2 separate regions of the Drosophila melanogaster genome follow, and region 1 is linked to region 2. The links are chromatin contacts, called in public Hi-C maps. All regions are on one chromosome and are shown on one strand. The core of a region is the stretch at or near the end of the contact, and the rest is flanking DNA. Distances in the headings are between cores, read along the strand shown. Region 1 holds the start of mys (myospheroid). Region 2 holds the start of Rtel1 (Regulator of telomere elongation helicase 1).

Region 1 (5,224 bases), core at 2,041-4,540, 2.3 Mb before region 2:
ATTTTAACAAGTCAAATACGCTGTATAATATAATATATAAATACAATAATTTAATAGGCCTTAAAGAAATGCACCATCAACTGACGGCATCTGGCATCATCTTCAATCAGCAAAATTTGTAGAACTATTTCCAATTCATGGTTTTCCTTCACATTTATGTAGGTCATACTCACTTTTTGGGAATGGTCGAGACATAGGGCATGAGCACCTTGTCCACAAACGAACCGAAACCAAGATGGAAATTGTTGGTGATGCGTTTCATGGTCTCGGACAACTTGTCGCCCAGCGTAGACAATTTGGCCTTGTCGTCCTCCATAGATTTGGAGAGATCCATCAAGTAGTAGAGATCCACCGGATATCCCTCCGCCTGGGAATAGCTAATCTTGATGTTGTGTTTCTCATCTAAGGTGTATTGATAAGCAAGTAAGGGATTAGTTTGTAGGTCACATGGATGATGCAATCGTTTGCTACTCACTGACGCGCAATGCGAGTCGCATGGACTGCGGTTGGATTTGGACAATTTCGCCGGCAGAGTACTCTTCGTATCCGCTGGCGGAACTGGATCCCGAGGAGCTCTGCGAGTAGAAGCTCGACGAGCTCGAACTCGACGAGTAGGAGCTTGAGCTGCTGCCGGACATGGCGGAGCCGCCGCCACCAGCCGCCAGTTCAGCTTTGTATTGATTCGTTAGTTTGTTGTTCACTAGAATCTGCTCAACTGTTATCGGACTGTAGGCGAACTCCTCCGGACACAGTGAGCTGGTGTTTTGGTAGCACCGCGACTGGCCCTTAAAGTCCGGCTGCATGCACCAGGCGCAACCCTCTGTCTGGATGCAGGTGTGACACTTTTCCTTCGATGCACATGTGCTCACTGCCGTCAGTTTGGCCGCCTTCTGGGCATCCGTTTGTCCAGCGATGGCGGCCAGTATTGCGATCATGAGGAGGGCCAGCTGGCACCTCCGGTTTCTCTCGAGGATCATGGCTTTGGCGGTTAGCGGTTGGTGCAGGTTGTGGATGATTCGGGATGCAGGAGGATCGGATATCCTTGGATGTGCCAGGTGCTGTGTGTGCTCTGTCTCTGTCGCTTCTGTGCGCCGGCTGCAATGGTAAGTGAATTAAAATTGTTGGATTTAGCACTAGATGTTAAGTAAGGGGCAGAAATTATTATAAAAGCCATTCCTGGTTCACTTATATTTCTAATGCTACATATTTTATATTATTTTTTTTTATATGCCTTAATCTTTCATTTATTTTTAAGACACAATTTGATTTCTTCGATTTCGCTGCAATTTTTACGAACGCCGGTGTACGTAAAAGTCCAGCTGCTGACTGCACTGCTTGTCGAGCACTGCTTTCTCCGCGTGCCCTGCTTTTTTCTTTATTGCAACAACAAACAACAGCAAATGGCCGCACATCTGTCCCCTTTTTTTGTTGTTTCTTTCGCTCTACCTTAATGTTTAATTTTATTTTCTCATCAACTTGGCCAGATGACTCATCTCACAAACACACACACACACCAAGCGATTGATGTACGAACTTGTGTGTGGGTGTGCGTGCCTGCGTGCTTTTGTTGTTTTTTTTTGTTGGCCTCCGAAAAGAAAAGGAAAAAAGCGGAAGGAAGAGAGCTTTCGATAAACGTCAAATGCAATGCGAATTACTCATTCGAGCACGTTCCGTTAGCACGCTCTCTCGCTCTCTTGGCTCCTGGCAAAATGTAAACAAAGGCCGAACGAACAATGAGTGGTCATTGAGTCAGCTTCGCTGGGTTTCCTTTCCGCCTAAAGCCACATGAATCACTCACTCCAAGCCACTCAAGACTCAAATCAAAATTCCATATGCACGGAACGGAAAAAAAAGGGCTGCAGATTACGTATACGTATGGGTGTTGTGTTGGTCGGCTATTTTTAAACGCCCACGCACACACAACACAACGAACACTAACACACCACAGAGCTTGATTTGCAGCAGATCGTGTGCCGAAAGGAAAACAAACTAAAAACGACTAAGCCCATGTTTATATACCCTTGGATTGAATAATTTCATTCGATTATCATTTATACACCCAGTCACAGCATATCAAAGTTATGAGTTGTGCACTTAGTAGTAGTTTTAATCAGTTTTTTAGCTAGCAAATTCGTAATACTATAAACCGCCTGAGTAAACAGCATCTGCAGCGCATAGTTTCAACCACGGATGGACGCCCACAGCCATTGGGCCAAAAACGAGGCACATCTGGGCCGCCCACATGTGGGCGTACTGGTTAAACCAGCGGCGCGCAGAGGATTTCATTTTTTTTATTGTTTTTTTTTTGATAGCTTTGGTAAAATTGGTTTTTACTTCCAGTTACAGTTGGTTTCAAATTCGGTTGGCTGTTTATAAAGTGGACAATTACCCCGAAAATCTGGGCAATCCCCTGACAAACACAAATTCCTGCTGCTGCCACTGAGCTCTTGATTTTTGTACGCTCTTTTCGCTTCTGCCTACGTACTCTACTCGATTTTTAGTTCGAGTGCAAGATCTCCGGGGTGGGGAAGTTGCACTGAAAAGGGAGGGGGCGTAATCAGCAATTGGCGTCGCGAAGTCGCCGATATGCACACTCAAAGAAATAAATAAATATGATGAATAATAATAACAAAAAAAATGAAACGAGTGAATGTATCGTGAGGATTCATTATTTTTTTTAGCTCAACAAACAACCCACACACAGATACGGCGTTCGGTGTGTGCGTGCCTGTGTGTCGTCACTGCGAATGAAATCATCGAAAAAAGAGGAGATAAAAGTAGCGCTTCGATATTGCTTCCTCTTTTTTTGGGCAAATGCAGCCCGGAATCCATTGATTTCTTACGTAATACCCACTATTTCACCCGCTATCTGATTAATCGCAGCACTTTGGCTTAACTTTCGCTGCGTTTTCGCTGATAATTCGCGATATTAATTTCCATCAGGGCGGCACTTTTCTTATTTTGATTTGCCTTCTCGCACACTTGTGGAGTTCCCACTCACACGCACACACTCGCACACTAAACACTAGCACTGTGCACACACGCAGTTATTACAATTACTTGCCACCGTTATTCGCTAGATCAGCGAATTTAACTCTTATCGGGTGACACGAAAAACCAAAAAAAAAAATACAATTCGACTGCAGAAGCAGCAGCTGAAGGCCGCCAATTGGTGTCGGGAATTGGATTTGGATTAAATTAATATTTACTGCTTTGCTTTGTCCGCGGATCTGGTCTGTTGTTCAGTGTTACCAGATGGTGTCAGCAGGGGGTGGAACAACAGTCAATGTTCTTTCGATATTTGCCATCCGATGTTCGCCAGTGTTGTTAAATAGCTCTGGTCACACCGAGCCTAGGAACAGTGTTGCACAGTTTTGGAGGACTGTGTCTCCGCTAAAAGAGACATTTGTGCTCGCAAACACAATCCGATAAGTAATCGAGAAACACGTAAAGGAACTCTGGTTATCGGAGTCACTTATTGCACGATAGTTTCAGACAAAAACGCCTGCTTATATCGATGACAGCCTTGTTTTTGTTGCGCTTACGTTACGAAATTAATGTAAAGTAGCCGACGAATCTACGTTCTACCAGTATAAATGGATTAAAACTAACAACAGCATAAGTGTAAACTGCTGGTGAATTTCCCAAATAGCCATATGAAAAAGCTAAAAGTACGTGCAAATGGTTGAGAAAAGGAGAGAACGAAAGCCACTATGAGTTTGCGAGAGTATGTGTGACTACTTTGCTCTCTGGCTCTCTCTATCACACACACTCGCACAGAACGCTCTTCTCACATGCTCTCTCTCGGCCGGTAGCTCTAGCTGTCCCGCTCTCGATTTATCAATAAAAGCAGTGCGTTAGAGCGGCATAGCCGCATGTACCAAGCGCGTGCGCCTCGTGCCCGTCGGCTGTCCATGTGTGCGTGTGTATTCGCATTTTCAGTAATTTCGAAAAAAAATTTTGTATATTTGATGGCGACTCAGAAGAAACTCGCGCGTTTGTCGAAAAATCGTAGCGCGTACGTATATATCGGTGTGTAGAAATTACTAAAAATTGTGGTAAAAAATGGCAAAAATTATATAAATTTGTGTTCGAAGTGGAGTGCTAATTGCGGGGGATCAGATGCGAATGGAAAAATGTTGAAATTTATAAGATTTTAGCGCCAAAAAATGCATTTGAAAAATGTGAGACTTCAATGGACATGACAAATTTTTTTTTTCATTTTTTTCGGTGGTGGAACAAAAGCGAACGAAAGAGGAGCAAGAAGCAGAAACGTTCGTCAGTGTGTGTGCGTGTGTGTGTCGAGTGAGGGGGCATGAGCATGAACGTGTGTAGTCACCAAGTGAATAATATTAACAAATAAAAGAAGAAAAAACGAAAAAAGAGGAATACACACGCAGAAGCGCGCGAAAAGTTTCACTCGAAATGAGAAAAAACAAAAGCAAAATATACTAGCGCTAGTTGATTTTCGCTAGCAAAAAGAAACCGACGTGCACATTGAAAATCTATAATTTTGTCGATTTTGTTATTGTATTTTTTGATTTTGCGGTTTTGCGGCGCCGTCGGTAACGTTAGCATACCGTTACGTGGCCTACGTAGCGTGGTGACGTACAGAAGACGCTTACGTTGTGGGTTACGTTACATTTGTCGCTGGGGATTTTACTCTTTCTCCCTCTCTTTACGCCACACTCATTCTCTGGCGCGCGCAAATCCAAAAATCTCGAGAAAAAAAATAGTGCCCGATGTGACCAATATTTTTTGTTTTTATTTTTACAGTTGCAACTTTTTAACAATCGTGTACAATCTGTATGTTGTATATGTTCAATTCAAAATTCAGCAACAATAGCAACAACGCAATTCAGCAACAACAACAAACAAAACCGACAAGCTAAACTTGGCTAAGACAAAATCAACATCCAGCGGCAGCGCGGCCATAAACAAAGCCAAAATCAAAAGTCATTCGGATATATACATATATTCGCCCATAATAGCGAATAAACAGTAACAGAACGAGTGGATTTAACGAAACAACAAAAAGAAAAGAAGAACGATAAAATCCAAAGGAAAAGTAAGTTTAAAAAGTGCAGCGCACGTGGCGTTTACCCCCGCCTCCTCCACCACTAGCCGCCCACCTTCGCACAGTGGAAAACGACACAAGAGCGCGCCTCTTCGGTTTGCCCCAAGGACACTTTGCATTTTCTGCTAGTTTTCGAGTATTTGCTTA
Region 2 (4,584 bases), core at 685-3,184:
AGAAATTGATACGTTGGCATTTCGTAATGTTATGAGATAGTTCACCTGCCACAGAACTGAGTTATGTTTGGCCCAACTTGTTTATTTACTCATGGTATTGGCCATAAACAAATAAGCTTGTGGTGTGAAAAATGCTTACCGGTTCGCATAGTTCGATATCAGTTGCTGCCGATCGGGTCCGGTGCCGATGATCTTGACATAAACCTGCGACTGGTCGACGATGTGCGGATTCTCCAGATGCTGGGCCACCGGAATGGCAAGCTCGGCGATTAGCGGCTTGAGGGGAGCTAGTGTGCCGCTGGTCAGGATTACGCTGCGCACTTGGGTGTTGAGCAGTTGCTCCATTCCGAAGCCAGGATTGAAGCACCAGAAGTTAATGATTTTTGCGACCTTGCTTAAGCCAGTCGCTGCTGCAATCGTTCCCTTGCCAAGCCAACCGCCCTGCTGTTTAGCACCCTGCTGCTTACCGTGTCCCTGCTTGGACTCCTCCACCAGGACATGCACTTTGAAGCTTGCGTACACCTTGCTCATCACATCCTCCTTGTTGGCAAACACAATGGTCAGTAGATCGCTAAGCAACGTGAAGGTGCCGCCCTTGCGGATGCTCATCTGCTGGGAGGCCACTAGGAGGTATTGCACCAGTTTGTCCAGCAGGGATACTATCGTTGCAACGTTGCCGTAGGTGAACTACAATAAAGGAAGTTACATTTTTAAATAGGCATTCTTTTAAAAACATTTCCGATAAGATTTAGTGCATCTTACATTCGCCTTGCCAAGCAGTTCGTACATCATGGAGGCGGGAAAGGTAGTTCCATCGACGGCGTTGTCCACAACGATGGCATCGATGGCCTTTTCGAGCTCGAGCAGCATCTCCTTGAGCAGTGTAAGGTCGTCCAGTGTGAAGTCCTTTGGCTCATCTCCAGCCATATCCTGCGACTCGCCGCTCGCAAAGACTTGCATGATATGCGTGACGTCCTCGATGGCCATGGCCACATCAGAGGACTTAATCTGCACCGAAGCGGACTCCTCGCAGATCTTCTCGATGTTGTGGGCCTCATCCAGGATCACAATAGTGTTGCCCAGTTCGATTTTGTTGGCCTTGCGAGCCTTGGGATCGAGTAGATAATTGTAGGGCATGAAGGTGATATCCGCCTGGGGAACCAACTCCCGAGACGCGAAGTAGGGACAGATCTTGAGTCGCTGGCCCACCTTGACCAGGTCCTCAATGTCCATGATGGTGGGTCCGCGCAAATCGGGATGATCCTTTCGCGACTCAACGCGCATTTGAAATGAACAGGTCTTGGAGTGCACCCGTAGCTTGCACATGTTGGTCTTGTTGGAGTTGCCCTGCTCCCGCATGACCTCCGGATGAATGCATAGCTGATCGCGGGAGCCCAGAACCACGGATCTCATGTTAGCGTACGCTGTCCTCTTGAGTTCCCGCATCGCCTGCGTCAATTGGGAGTGGGTGCGCGAGGCGTAGATGACCTTGGGCACGCCCCAGTTATTCGCACGACCCATGGTCTTGGCCAGCTCGGACAGGTCTCCCCCAGGTGCTCCGCCTCCAAGACCCGAAAAATCTGCCTTCTCCATCTTAACCATCTGCTTTTGGTGCTCCGATTGCCTGGTGCGGATCCAGGCCAAGGATGAGCACAGCAAGCTTAGGGTCTTGCCCGTGCCGGTTGGCGATTCCAGGACTCCATTCGTGCCATCGCGGAGACAATGGATCACCTTCTCCATGTACGCCCGTTGAACCGGGTACGGCTCGAACGGAAAGTGCACCGGAATGCCGGCGATCAGGCTCTCCGGCATTATTCTTAATAATACTATTTATTTACTTGTTTACGCGCCAAATCGGAGTGAACATGTGTTCGTTGGTCGATAACAATAAATGTCTGTGTAGGTGGTCAGTTATCGCTATCGATAGAGTACAGTGGACCCTGATTAAGTAATTTTATAGCGTTATCTTGAACTCCGAGTCAAATGTTTACAACTTGCATGTCAAACCCTGCGTAGTTTATTTTAAACGTAATAGTAGTACTAATCACCACCCAAAGTGCTGCAATCGTGTTTATGGTACCTTATGGATAATAGTAACTGAAACTTATAAACTTATTAGCATTGGAGGGAATACTGTAGTTGTGATTCTGTTTATTTGGATCAAAGATTAACGATATAACATTTTAAGTGAATGTTATGGATTATACCAAACTAATGAACTAATGGCATTCAAGATTAAATGTGCAGCATACATATAAATCCCCTAACAAGGTAAGTAAATATTTGACATCAATTATTACAAACTCAGTTAATTCAACCACAAATCCATTTATCGTGACCCCTTCGCTCGGCTTTTCCGAATCGCCGCGATACGGCCCCACTGATTTGGCGCTTCTCGGCCACACCAAAAAAACACAGAACGGCATCAAATCATTCGAACTTTGAGAACGGTAGTGTTGTGTTGTTATTGCTCGGCAGCAAAGTAAAATCCGAAGAGAAGCGAGTCGAACAAGAGAAGAAGAAGCGCAGGAGTGGACGACAGCAATGCAACAACAGTGACGAGGCGCCAGTGTGCAAAAGTATGTGTGCGAGTGCGTGTAAGCAACAACTCCCCGATACAAACCTACGAGCGAGAGGGGGACGGCGATAGCGACGGTCGTTCGGTCGGTCGGTCCGACCGCTAGTCGCGTCTGTCGGTCGTTCTCGCCTATGCACCTCGGCGGCAGAGCGAAAGAGAGCGCACTCTGGCTGTGTGTGTGCGTGTGTGTTCTCGCTCTCTCGCGCGGTGGTGATAAATTTCTGTTGGCACAAAGTAAAAATATAACAGAATAAAAAATCGTGGCGCGGCATATAGAAGCTAATCGAAAATTATTGCGAGTATTGGGTGGAGGAGAAACATTCCTCTTCTTGTGAGTGCGTTTTTGTTTTAGTTATTCTTTTTTTTTTTTTTTTTGGCCGGAAACTCTCACTCGAAGATGCTGCCGGTGTAGTTGTGTATGAATGTTGTACCATTTTTTTTTTTTTTGAGATAGAAAATTTAGATCTAAAATATTAACCATGCGATCCTTAGAATCGCACTTTTAAAATATGTCCACACATTTTCAAATTCGAAAGCTTTGGCGGGCTGTCGATGGGCGGGCGCTTGCAACTCTGGCGATAACGATTACCGTGCCGATAACGCGGCTGCACTAATCAGCATTATCACATGCAAATTAAGGTCATCCAAATGAAAAATGACCACCAATCAAAGGCCCTGCACCCCTTTGCCGCCCCCCATTTATGCGAAACAACTAGAAAAAGTGTGTTTATTTCTTCACCGTTTTTCGAGCTCTGACAACCCTGCCGCTGCTGCATAAGTGAATTCCGACAAAGAGCCGTGTCATTTTGTTGGCCAAAACATCGCTGCGCCGAGATTAATTAGACGGAAAAAACTCGATTACTTGAAGTGCTCGGCCCTATATCGTTTTGGTTTAAACGTGTGTGTGAGCTTTGTGGATTGCCATCAAACACAATAGGCCGACTCGTCCCCCGCAGCCACCCGTACCATTCCAACACGTCGGAGCAGGGTTGCCAGATCAACGATAAATCACACACCGCTCGTTTAATACGAATTTTGTGTTGTTTTTACTTAAGACAAAATTTGTGAAACTTAATAGATATATTTTAATTTCCGCTCAACGTTATACCTGTCCGAAGTGGGGGTATCTGGCAACTACACCGAGCCGCGTGTGTGCGAATGTGTGTGTGCATGTCCATGTGCGCGAGTGTGCGTATGTGTTTGCGCTCTTATTCAAATAGAAATTGAATGTTTTGCACTCGAATTCAAGACAATTACGGCTCCTCCGGTAAAAACACATTTAGACTGGCTGACCTAATTTAAGGTGTAAGGATGTGGGTTACGCCTGCGATCGCCGAGTGATCGTTATCGTTATCCCGGCTTTGGTTAATCGCATTCCTCCTTCTCCTCCCCCTGGCATCGGCATCCACCACATCCCAACCCCCTTTCTCATTTTTCTCCTCCATCGCCCCTTCTTCGGCAGGCCATCTCCCTCGCTCTCCATCAGAGATGCGTAGGTCGTGCTCCCTCGCACACACACTCACGATCGTGAGCTTGGTCATTGTGTAATCGATTTACGGTTACCTTTTACCTCAACTCGAGATGGTGGGAGCAGTAATCTACTTTGTTAATAGGGGCAGCGAATATCACGCAATATAACAAAGTGTAAGGATATCGAAACTAAACACTAATTTGTGTAATGGTACACTTCAGATAGAAAATAGAGAACCATTTAAAGATCAATCTCTTTGGCACCTGCGTTATAATGACTACTTGTTACCTAGTTTAAAACTTCTACATATGAATCTAACTCATTTATTATTTTGAATATACGACAAGTACGACAATTATAAATATTATTGCTTAGTACTAGACTTCGTATTGTTTTTGGCAAAGCCAAAGCTATTCACACGCGTGTCGCCCACCTGGCTCACGTTGCCATCTCTAGGCGACGCCAGCAGAGCGTTGTAGTGGTGGCAGTGGCGTCGAGTGAATGACTCCGTAGTGGGGCATCAATAGAAAGAGAA

The links. A called contact is a pair of places that touch in the nucleus more often than the background predicts.
Region 1: a contact with region 2 is called in a Hi-C map of the Kc167 cell line, with 2.4 times the contacts expected there. The contact joins the promoter of mys here to the promoter of Rtel1 in region 2. A contact is called at or near these places in 12 of 107 Hi-C or Micro-C datasets (the Kc167 cell line, embryo, eye imaginal disc and 2 more).

What each region holds. Positions count from the first base shown.
Region 1 is chrX:8,059,711-8,064,934 of dm6, reverse strand. mys (myospheroid) reads right to left here and starts at 3,290. Exons shown (of 7, transcript NM_080054.3): 1 at 3,210-3,290; 2 at 476-1,095; 3 at 174-402. The coding sequence starts at 977. It also overlaps a transcript of fs(1)h not described here.
Region 2 is chrX:5,745,097-5,749,680 of dm6, reverse strand. Rtel1 (Regulator of telomere elongation helicase 1) reads right to left here and starts at 1,934. Exons shown (of 7, transcript NM_001272333.1): 1 at 763-1,934; 2 at 140-687. The coding sequence starts at 1,812. IntS6 (Integrator 6) reads left to right here and starts at 2,427. Exons shown (of 2, transcript NM_132025.3): 1 at 2,427-2,909.